Regions from separate parts of the Mus musculus genome. Here all the other regions are linked to region 3. The links are chromatin contacts, called in public Hi-C and HiChIP or PLAC-seq maps. All regions are on one chromosome and are shown on one strand. The core of a region is the stretch at or near the end of the contact, and the rest is flanking DNA. Distances in the headings are between cores, read along the strand shown.

Region 1 (3,234 bases), core at 298-2,797, 600 kb after region 3:
TGCTGAAAGGACCCTGATATCGCTGTCTATAGTGAGATTACGCCAGGGCCTGGTAAACACAGAAGTGGATGCTCACAGTCGCTATTGGATGGATCACAGGGCCCCCAGTGGAGGAGCTAGAGAAAGTACCCAAGGAGCTAAAGGGATCTGCAACCCTATAGGTGGAACAACATTATGAACTAACCAGTACCCCGAAGCTCTTGACTCTAGCTGCATATGTATCAAAAGATGGCCGAGTAGGCCCTCACTGGAAAGAGAGGCCCATTGGTCGTGCAAACTTTATATGCCCCAGTACAGGGGAACGCCAGGGCCAAAAAGTGGGAGTGGGTGGGTAGGGGAGTGGGGGGAGAGGGTATGGGGGACTTTTGGGATAGCATTTGAAATGTAAATGAAGAAACTACCTAATTAAAAAAATTATAAAAAAAACTTGTATCACAAAAATCTGCTTGAAAGAAAAAGATGTTGATTGTATCACTGAGATATGGTTTGTTCTAAGTTAAGATGAAAATGAACTTCATTCCCTTCTGCATGACCTCAGCAGGATGAGGGATCGCAAGGTAGCACACGAGGCGGCACGATGCCACAGCACAGAAAGGCACTTGCTACTGAGCCTTAGGACCCGAGTTCCATTCTGGAAACTGTGTAGTGGAAGGAAATAACGGATTCCTGCAAGCTGTCCTCTGACATCTACACTTGTGCTATGCTATGTGTGTATATCCCAACTCTCTGCACGCATATCACACAAAATAAAATTTAGGGAAAAATATAGAACAAAAGTTTTAGAAGCAGTGAAGGATGCTACAGAGGGTACAATCTTTATTACAGGTCATTTTATTAGTGGCAACCCTTCGTTGACCTTTTGGTGATGTAACAAATTCAGGAGTCAGGATCTCTATTTATGTTCACTCAAGATATAATTCCTTCATGTCAAACACATAAGAGTTGACATCTGCAGTAATCCTGCAGCGGAAAGCCATCTATGATTCTATATTGTTTCTGTTTTGAAAGTCAAATCCAGTCAGCCTTTTAACATTATATTTGATTACTTTGTTTCTTGTCTTACTGAGAAGTTAAGTGGTTGAATAGAATATCAGTATTATTGTAATTTTTATTGTTTAGGGGAAAGTCTCAGACAGTCATAGCCAGGTACTGTCATGGGAAATTGCCACATGCTTTCATTAGTCTGGAATCAATGCCTAAAATAACTTCATTTCATTCCCCTCAATGACTCTGGAATAATAGTTATACTGTACTCTTCCAAACCAAGGGATAAGTTATATAATTTATCAAATCCATCCTATTAGTATACAATTTGAATTCAGCATTTAAATCCAAGGTGGCAACAACTGGGAGCCTGTTAAATCTCCATTGTTCTGCCATGGCATGCACAAGAGATTGTCAGTAGGAAGCTGTGATGCACAGACAATGATCATATGAGCAAGGTGAAAAGTGTGAGGGAGTTGGAGAAACAACACTTAACTCTGATACACAGAGGGCTTCTAAGCAGCTTCAGGAAGGAGAAGTCACAAGCAACTTCATAAAGGACAGTTTCTCCCACATCAGATAAGGAAGCAGAAAAATAGAAATAGGAAGTGCAGGGTCCTGGTGGGAGCTCAGCTGATATTCCCATTTCTGCTTTAAATACTTTTGTTTTTGCTCAATTTCTTTACTTTACTCTCCAGGCAAGTAGAAATGGTGGCTAGAGAGTAAGAAGTGATATTTTTAAAAGCTCATTTGAAATGCTTCTGTAAGAACAAGATGAGGGCAACTGAACTTTATGGTCAGTTAAGTGTCAGCAGTGTACTTATAACTTGGAACAGTTAGCTTTCATCTAGATGAGAAAGAAAGCTAGGTTACCTCAAAGCCCTGCTTATGTGTCTTTATTTCCACATTCTCCTAACGTCAACAAGCTTTCCCGTGCCCTCAGGAGTGGGTTGGTCACTGCAGCGACAGAGATACACTGACCTAAACGTTCTTGACTTCTCCAGGACTCCTATTGGCAAGGTGGTTAAAATGTTTGCTCCACTGTGCCGTTACCTTTCTCCTCCACGATCTCTCTGGGAATATTTATCTATGAGGAGTTACAAAAAAGATTCTTGGCCTTAGAGGAAAGACAGATGAACAAATTAACCCCTAAGGGATTGTGTTGGCTTTTTCTGGTCATGGTGTCTACCTGGGTTACTCTTTTTTTTTTTTTCTCATATCCTCCTGTATGGAATGCAGAGTAATGAGGAAAACCATCATTAGTACAGAATTTACGGACAAATCCAAAAGTCATCACTCTTCTTCGCTTTTCTCTGATTACTAGATTAAAATAAATAAAGATGGGGAAGCGCCATGGTGTTGTATTTGGTACTGGCTGTTCACATTAAGATGTCATGTGTATTTCCTGGCATAGCTTCTATTGACTTTGTGTCTGGGCTTGAGTGTTAATCATACATTTCAAATTAAAGTGGGAATCGCTGAAGATTTATGGCAGTGTGTGCTTTTTTTTTTTCCTCATGCAGCATAGATCAGACAACTCTTCATGACTCCGTGGAGATAAAGATGGGACTGTTAGAAATAAGGTACCCACCTTTACTATTCCACAGGCTTCTGAATGGACACACAAAGGAGAACAATGTGATGAAAAATCTGTGTTAAAAAAAAGTCGCGTCTGGATGGTGGTGGCACATACCTTTAATCCTAGCAGTTTGGAGGCAGAGGCAGGCAGATCTCTGAGTTCTAGGCCAGCCTGCTCTACATCAAGCATTCCGGGACAATCAGGGCTAAAGAGAAAAACTGTCTTAAGAAAAAAGACAAAAAATACAGAAAGGAAGGAAGAAAGGGAAGAAGGAAGGAAGGAAGAGGGAAAAGAACAGAAAGAAAAGAGAACAAGAAATAAGTCTTTGATTTGCCCTCAGTATCTACTGGGAATTTAGCATTGTAAAGCCTCTACCTAGGGCTAGGGAGATAGCTCAAATGGTAAAATACATGTCTTGTAAGCGTAACGGATTAGATGAGATTGTTCTTCCAGAATATACATGAACAAGCTGAACCGCACTTACAATTCCAGAACTCAGAAGGTGAAGACAAGTGGATCCTTAGAGCTCATTGGCCATTCATCCCAGAACAGTCAGGCCAAGACAGCCTGTCTCAAAACTCAAGCTGATGGAGCTGTAGAGATAGCACAGAGGTTGAAAGCACTTGGGGCTCCTACAGAGGAACCAGGTTTGCATCCATGGAATGGCTCAT
Region 2 (2,914 bases), core at 20-2,519, 530 kb after region 3:
CAAATGGAGGGAGGGAGGGAGGAAGGAGGAGAGGGAAAGAGACAGAGATGGAGAGAGAGACAGAGAGGCAGAAAGGGAGAGACAGAGAGGAAAACAGAGACAGGGAGACAGGAGACAGACAGGCAGACAGGCAGGCAGGCAGGCAGGCAGGCAGACAGGCAACCTGCCTTCCCTGAGAATTGCTAGTATCACTCTCAGAATATCTTTTAGGACATTGGTAAGGGAGAGGACCACGTTAGCCCTAAAACCATATAGACATCACGATTTGGGGCATTCAGTTCTATTCCTTTATCATGGCTTGTCTGTGCTCACGTGGCCTGAAAAAGAAGCAATACAGGGTCTGAGCAGGTGTTGCATTTGCCCCTCCCATTTGTAACTTAGCCTCTTGCTACAGTGAAAACATGTAGCTTTTCTTTTTTTATACTTCATCCAAGATTGCATTAGATTTAGCTGGTTTCCTTTCTAATCATTTATTTGGTGTTTGTAATGAATGTGCTGTCTATGACATTTCATAAGTAGCATTTTAATAAAATCCATAGGTTATAGTACTGTATAGGCACACCAATTCTAAATATTTCCTAAATGGATTGCTGCAAGTTAAGTAGTGTTTGGAAGTGTTTACACAATGTGTCCAGTTTGTGCCAGGTGTGGGTGGTACCAGGCCTTTAAAATCTTGGCAATGAGCAGGCAAAGGCAGGCACACTTCTATTTCTTGGAGCCAGCTTAGTCTACAAAGTGAGTTCCAGGTTCTGCAGGGGTATGTAGTATGAACCTGTCTCAATCACTTGATCAGTCAACCAATTTGTAAATTCTAGTTTGATATATTGTTCTTGGGATTTCTACACATTGCAGTGCCTAATGAAAAATATAAATGAAATGAATTTTAATGGAGTTTTATTTTCAACTTGATGGAAATCCATTATACTTGCTTAAGATGCAGCAGACAGTACAGCATTAAGAGCAGATTACAAATATTTTTACGACATCAGGACAGGAACTGCGGATTAAGCGGTGAGTTTCAGGAAATAGGGCAGGTTGTTAATTTGATATTGGGCACAGCTGACTTTCCATCTGCTTGTGAGAGCCCACAACAGCTTAATCTTCACTTGGTCCATACCACACGTGGTCAAAGTTACCCTGCCCTTGAACAGACCCTTCCAGCCTCCTTATGGGCTGGAACCTGAGAGAGTCAGCAATCCTTCAACCACAGGCTGCCACCCGTGACTCTGCATGTACACATGGGCCTGTTTTTATAACCCCACATGTGAGGCAGTGAGCCTGTCGCAATAAATTCTAATCAGGGGCCCTGGGTACTTTCCCCAATTGTGACAGGCACAGGAGAGCCATCACCAGTTTAATGTTCCAATGACTCTGAGAAGCCAGGGCAAGTCCAAGTGAATTCTAAGGTCAGCTATCTCTAGCTCTTGGCATTGTCTTTGTCTCTCTTCAGAGGGGTGGAGTTTATCGTCTTCCTCATTTCCTAAGTGAGCAGAGCAGACAGTATTGCTTTTATCAGTGAGATAAATTGAAATAAAAATGCTCTCAGTATTTATAGGGCAATCAAATACTTACAAAAGAAAATGAGGGTATTTGTCAGAGACATTAAAAAGTGAGGGAATTAGATTTAAATCATATACACAATCGTTTGCTTAAGTCATGACATATTTGTTTATTCATTTTAAAACAGGCCAGGAATTTTTTCCGTGTTTTTTTTTTTTTTTTGTTTGAAAAGGAGTAGACCCTTTGCTCAACTTCTTGAGATGATAGGCATGCCTATCTGACTTTCTTTTTCAATTATTTTTTTAGAAACCAAATTAAATGAACAAAGGTGAAGATAAGTGGTTTAAGTATTGTTTTAAATTCTTTATGTAGCACCTTTGTGATACAAAGGTGAAAGATAATGTTTATAAGCCGGATTTTTTATTATTATTAAAAGAAGGGCAGGTGTGATGGTACTCATCTGTACACCCAAGCTTCCAAAACTAGGGGGGAAGAGTCAGGAGAATCAAGTGTTTAAGGCCGGACTCCACAGACAGTATCAGAGTTCTCAGCATTCTAGTGCAATAAAGAGACAAGAGTGTGGACATGGGGGTGGGGAGAGATTTAAGCCATATCTGGATAACAAAATAGATCTCTATTGTCTAGGACAACATTTCCTTCTCTGAGACCTGTGACAGTATCTTCTGATATTTTAACATTTGTTAATAGTTAGGGGTATTGATAAAGCCCTGCCCCCGACAAAGAATTATCCAGGCTATCCTTCCCACAGTCCTGAAACTGAGAAAATCACTCTGGATTATAGTTAAATTTTCTTGTCTCCTTTTTTAATGTACAAACTCAAAGATGAGTTATGACATTTCCGTATATAAATATGGCTGCACTTTTACTACAATCACTCTTTTGCTATTGTTATTTATTTCCCTATCTCCCCCACCTTCCTCCCTTTGCTTATTACTAACAGTATTCTATTCTATTCTGAGTCTGTTTACAGACCCATCCTTCCATGTTCTCAGATTCCACATTGAGATCAAATCCAGTGGGACCCGTCTTTTCGATGTTGGTTTATTTTACTTAACACAGTGATCTCAGTTTGACTGAACATGACATGACTTTCTCCTTCCTTGTGATTTATCTTCTTCACTTTATCAGTTCATATATTGATGAACAGATGGTCTGACTCATGTCTGTTGAGAACAGTGTAGCAATAAAATGGGTGTGTGGAGATGTCAGTGGGAAATAAGGCTGAGAAGGTGTCTTAAGAGTTTTAGTGCTAGGGTCAGGAAACCATAGAGATAGAAGACTGTGAACAGTCACTGAAGTTTCATTGGCTGAGAGAGCGATAGAGCTATGTTGCCTCTTAAAAAGATGAAGTGTCAAATACATAAAATTGACTGGAGGAGCAAGAGATGCAGAC
Region 3 (3,153 bases), core at 95-2,594:
GAGGCCAAAGGTCAAAGTCTGCTGCTCTTCATTGTCATGCTCCACTTAATATTTTCAGAGTCTCTCACTGAGCCTGGGGCTGCTGACTTAGCTGGACTGGCTGGCCAGAAAATCCCAAAGACCCTCCTAAGTCCACTTCCCCAGAGCTGGGATTACTGCTGAGCCTGACATTTTGTGTGAGTTCTAGTGCATCAAACTCAGACCTCCATGCTTGTCTGAGAAGGGTTTTATTGACTTGACCTTGACTATCTCCCAGTATTAGTTACAGTTTTTAGATCTTTCTCTCTCTCTCTCTCCCCCCTGACCCCATTCTTCCAAGTCACGGCTTTTTAATTTTGTTTTGTGGCTTATACATTGTTGTTTTGATGTTTCAAAGCTTCAGGATAACTTTTGTCTGCTTGTGCTTATGTGTGCGTGCGTGTGCATGCATAGGTGTGTAGGGTATGTGTGTATGTGCATACGTGTACATATTTGTATGTGTAGGGTCTGAGTGCATGCATGCATGTACAGTTGCTGTTTAACACTGTGCCTATAGATTTTGGGCACTCAAATATTTTTGGAATGCAGTTCCGAGTCAAAAGAATAAATCTGTGCAGGGCAGTGTTGCACACTCCTTTAATCCCATCACTCGGGAGGCAGAGGCAGGCGGATTTCTGAGTTTGAGGCCAGCCTGGTCTACAGAGTGAGTTCCAGGACAGTCAGGGCTACACAGAGAAACTCTGTTTTGAAAAACCAAAAGAAGAAAGAGAAAAAAAAAAAGAATAAATCTGTAAATGTGGAATAGTAGGACTTGTCTTTTAATAAATTATTTTTTTCTCAATTACGTTTGAGATTCTGAAAGGTCTTTATTCAAAGCATTTCCCTCTTTAGAAACTCTTCTGTTCCAGCTCATTAGGAAGGGGTCCAAGTTCCCATTTGATTTAGAAACTTCTTCTTTTTCCCCCCCTAGGACTGGAAAGTTGTCACCCTTAGGGATTTTGGAAAGATTTTAACATGAATCCAGGAAATCCAATTCTGTTCAAAATCAATTATTTGTGTTTTCTGAAAAAATCTATTTTCTGAAAATCTATTTTCTGAAATCTATAAAAACTACTCTCAAAAAGAATTCTAGGAAATTGCTTCCCTTCATTACCCGTCTGCCTGGTGTTCCCCCTTTAGTTTGTCCAAAAGGGAGGAAATAATGTTCACACTTTTCACGATGCTATGATGACTGAGATATGCTCGCGGGTCCAGTGAGCTTTCTGGGGTGGGAGGGTCTGAGTCTCCTTGGGAACTTCAAGGCCATTGCTGCTGACCGCCTGGGGCAGGAAGGAACTCATGAGTAGTGAGGGGGAAGTAGCTAAGCCTGGCTTAGAGGAAGTGTAACTGGCAATATTTTCCCAATTCCTAAGTCAAGTCTGCTTTACCGTCAATAACTAATAACTCAGAGGATACAACCTTGGAAATGCATTTCCTCAGGGATGCGGCCTATGAGGCAGGCAGCTTCTTTATTATTATTATTATTATTATTATTATTATTATTGGTTAGTAGGCATCAAAGTGTATAGCTTATAGCAGGAATTCAGTGGGACTTCCAGTTTGTCTCCACTCCCAGCGCTGTGAGCTTTGCCCACTTGCTCATCTCCCCGCAGTGTGGGAGCGAACCCAGCTGAGATGGATCTTTTTCTAGGCTGGGTGTCATAGAAGCTTTGAGCAGGGGCGTAGGTGCATAGTTAAGCATCCCCATGTTCTGATTACCTAACCAATTGCCATTGAATCTTGGAGCAAAATTGGTCCCCTGTGTCTTTTTGAGTCATTGGCAATTGTTGGAAGAGGTGAAGATAGTTTCTTTTGGAAGAAGAACCGAAAGCAATTTACTCTGAGTAGCTAAGTATGTTATTTCGGGGAACAGCATGACCATCAGATATGCACAAAGCAATTTGGAAGTCACCATGTGGAATGTATTCTGTTTACTGCATTCAGAAAAGTCATTTTAATTGGTCTCTGCAACCCATCACTGGGAATCCCTCTTCCCATAGCTGGTGCCTAGCCCATGCCTGTGCTCCGTTCTCTTTCCCATTCCCGCTTCCGCAGTAGCTCTGCTACTGTTCTGTGTCCGTGGCCCCATCACTCAAATGGTTTTACCAACAGGATTGACCTTGGCAACTGTGACGCTGCGAAGATCACGTTTGACAGGCGCTCTCTTGTTTTTAGCGTCCAGTTTCGCTGGAGGCTGCAGGAAGCTGCCTCCCGCAGGCTGAGGTCTGGAGGAGAAGCTGATAACACAAGGAGAAGCACCTGGTAGCAGCAGCAGCACTTCATCCAGGATGAAAACAGGAACTAAAATATAAACAACATCCTTTTTCCAGAAGCCAGAGCTCAGCTCCCTCCCGAGTGGGGTTGAGTCTGTTCTCCCAAGAGTCTCACGAGAACCTTTACTGAGGCAGGAAGGAAGGTCAGGGCATGAAGCAGGGTTTCAAGATTTCCGGTGGAAATCATCAAAAAGGATTTTTTTAAAAAAAAATTGTTATTGTTGTTGACGATCTTTTAAGTTCACGAATATGAGCAATAATCGTAGTTACAGCGCCGCACTTGCTTTTAGATGAATAAAAATTTAAATAGCTCAAGTCTGACAACATTTCCAAGGAAATGATGCAAATGGATCAAAGCGAAAAAGAAGAAAGGGCACGCTGCTGATCTCGTCTTTCCCACACCGTTTCGTCTGAAATGGATGTTATTTGTAACAGGGAAGTATGGCATCATGTTCCCTGTGATTGGTTGCTCGGCCAGTGTGTTCTGCTCACCCAATAAAGCAGAAATGTATGTGGAGTGAGGCGAGGGCTCTCCTCAGTGCCTCCAGTCAGTATGTAATGACTCAGGACCAGACGCCAACCACGGATGCTGAGAGCTACAACTTCTGCTCACACATTCAGCCCATTTGTACTGTTCTTACTTTAAAAAGTTACTTTTTTTTATTTATGTGTATGCACGCATCTATGTGGGTGCCCAAGGAATCTAGAGACAGTTGTTGGGTCTCCTGGAGTTGGAGTTATAGGCCATTGTGAACCATCTGTTGTGAGTTCTAGGAACTGAATTTGTCTTCTCTGGAAGAGCAGCAAGTGCTCTTAACCACTTAACTATTTTTTTTCCAGTTCTCTATTTCTTGCTTTTAGA

The links. Hi-C and Micro-C count contacts between places; a contact is called where the count stands out from the background. HiChIP or PLAC-seq counts read pairs in DNA pulled down with a chosen protein or histone mark.
Region 1: a Hi-C map of bone marrow-derived macrophages shows a contact between it and region 3, with 14 read pairs. The contact joins two enhancer-like sites.
Region 2: a contact with region 3 is called in an H3K27ac HiChIP or PLAC-seq map of microglia, with 5 times the contacts expected there. The contact joins two enhancer-like sites. A contact is called at or near these places in 3 of 484 Hi-C or Micro-C datasets (the G1E-ER4 cell line, bone marrow-derived macrophages and nephron progenitors) and 1 of 115 datasets of contacts at active chromatin or transcription factors (microglia).

Annotation. Positions count from the first base shown.
Region 1 is chr11:111,163,549-111,166,782 of GRCm38.p6, forward strand. No RefSeq gene overlaps it. Among named protein-coding and RNA genes, the nearest start is that of Kcnj2, 99 kb to the left of the region's middle. Within about 2 kb of position 1,548, at least 7 of the 459 cell types and tissues checked have an H3K27ac peak or open chromatin away from gene starts, as enhancers often do. A contact at or near this core is called in bone marrow-derived macrophages, where this site is marked.
Region 2 is chr11:111,087,767-111,090,680 of GRCm38.p6, forward strand. No RefSeq gene overlaps it. Among named protein-coding and RNA genes, the nearest start is that of Kcnj2, 23 kb to the left of the region's middle. Within about 2 kb of position 1,270, at least 37 of the 459 cell types and tissues checked have an H3K27ac peak or open chromatin away from gene starts, as enhancers often do. A contact at or near this core is called in bone marrow-derived macrophages and microglia, where this site is marked.
Region 3 is chr11:110,561,222-110,564,374 of GRCm38.p6, forward strand. No RefSeq gene overlaps it. Among named protein-coding and RNA genes, the nearest start is that of Gm46300, 11 kb to the left of the region's middle. Within about 2 kb of position 1,345, at least 13 of the 459 cell types and tissues checked have an H3K27ac peak or open chromatin away from gene starts, as enhancers often do. A contact at or near this core is called in bone marrow-derived macrophages and microglia, where this site is marked.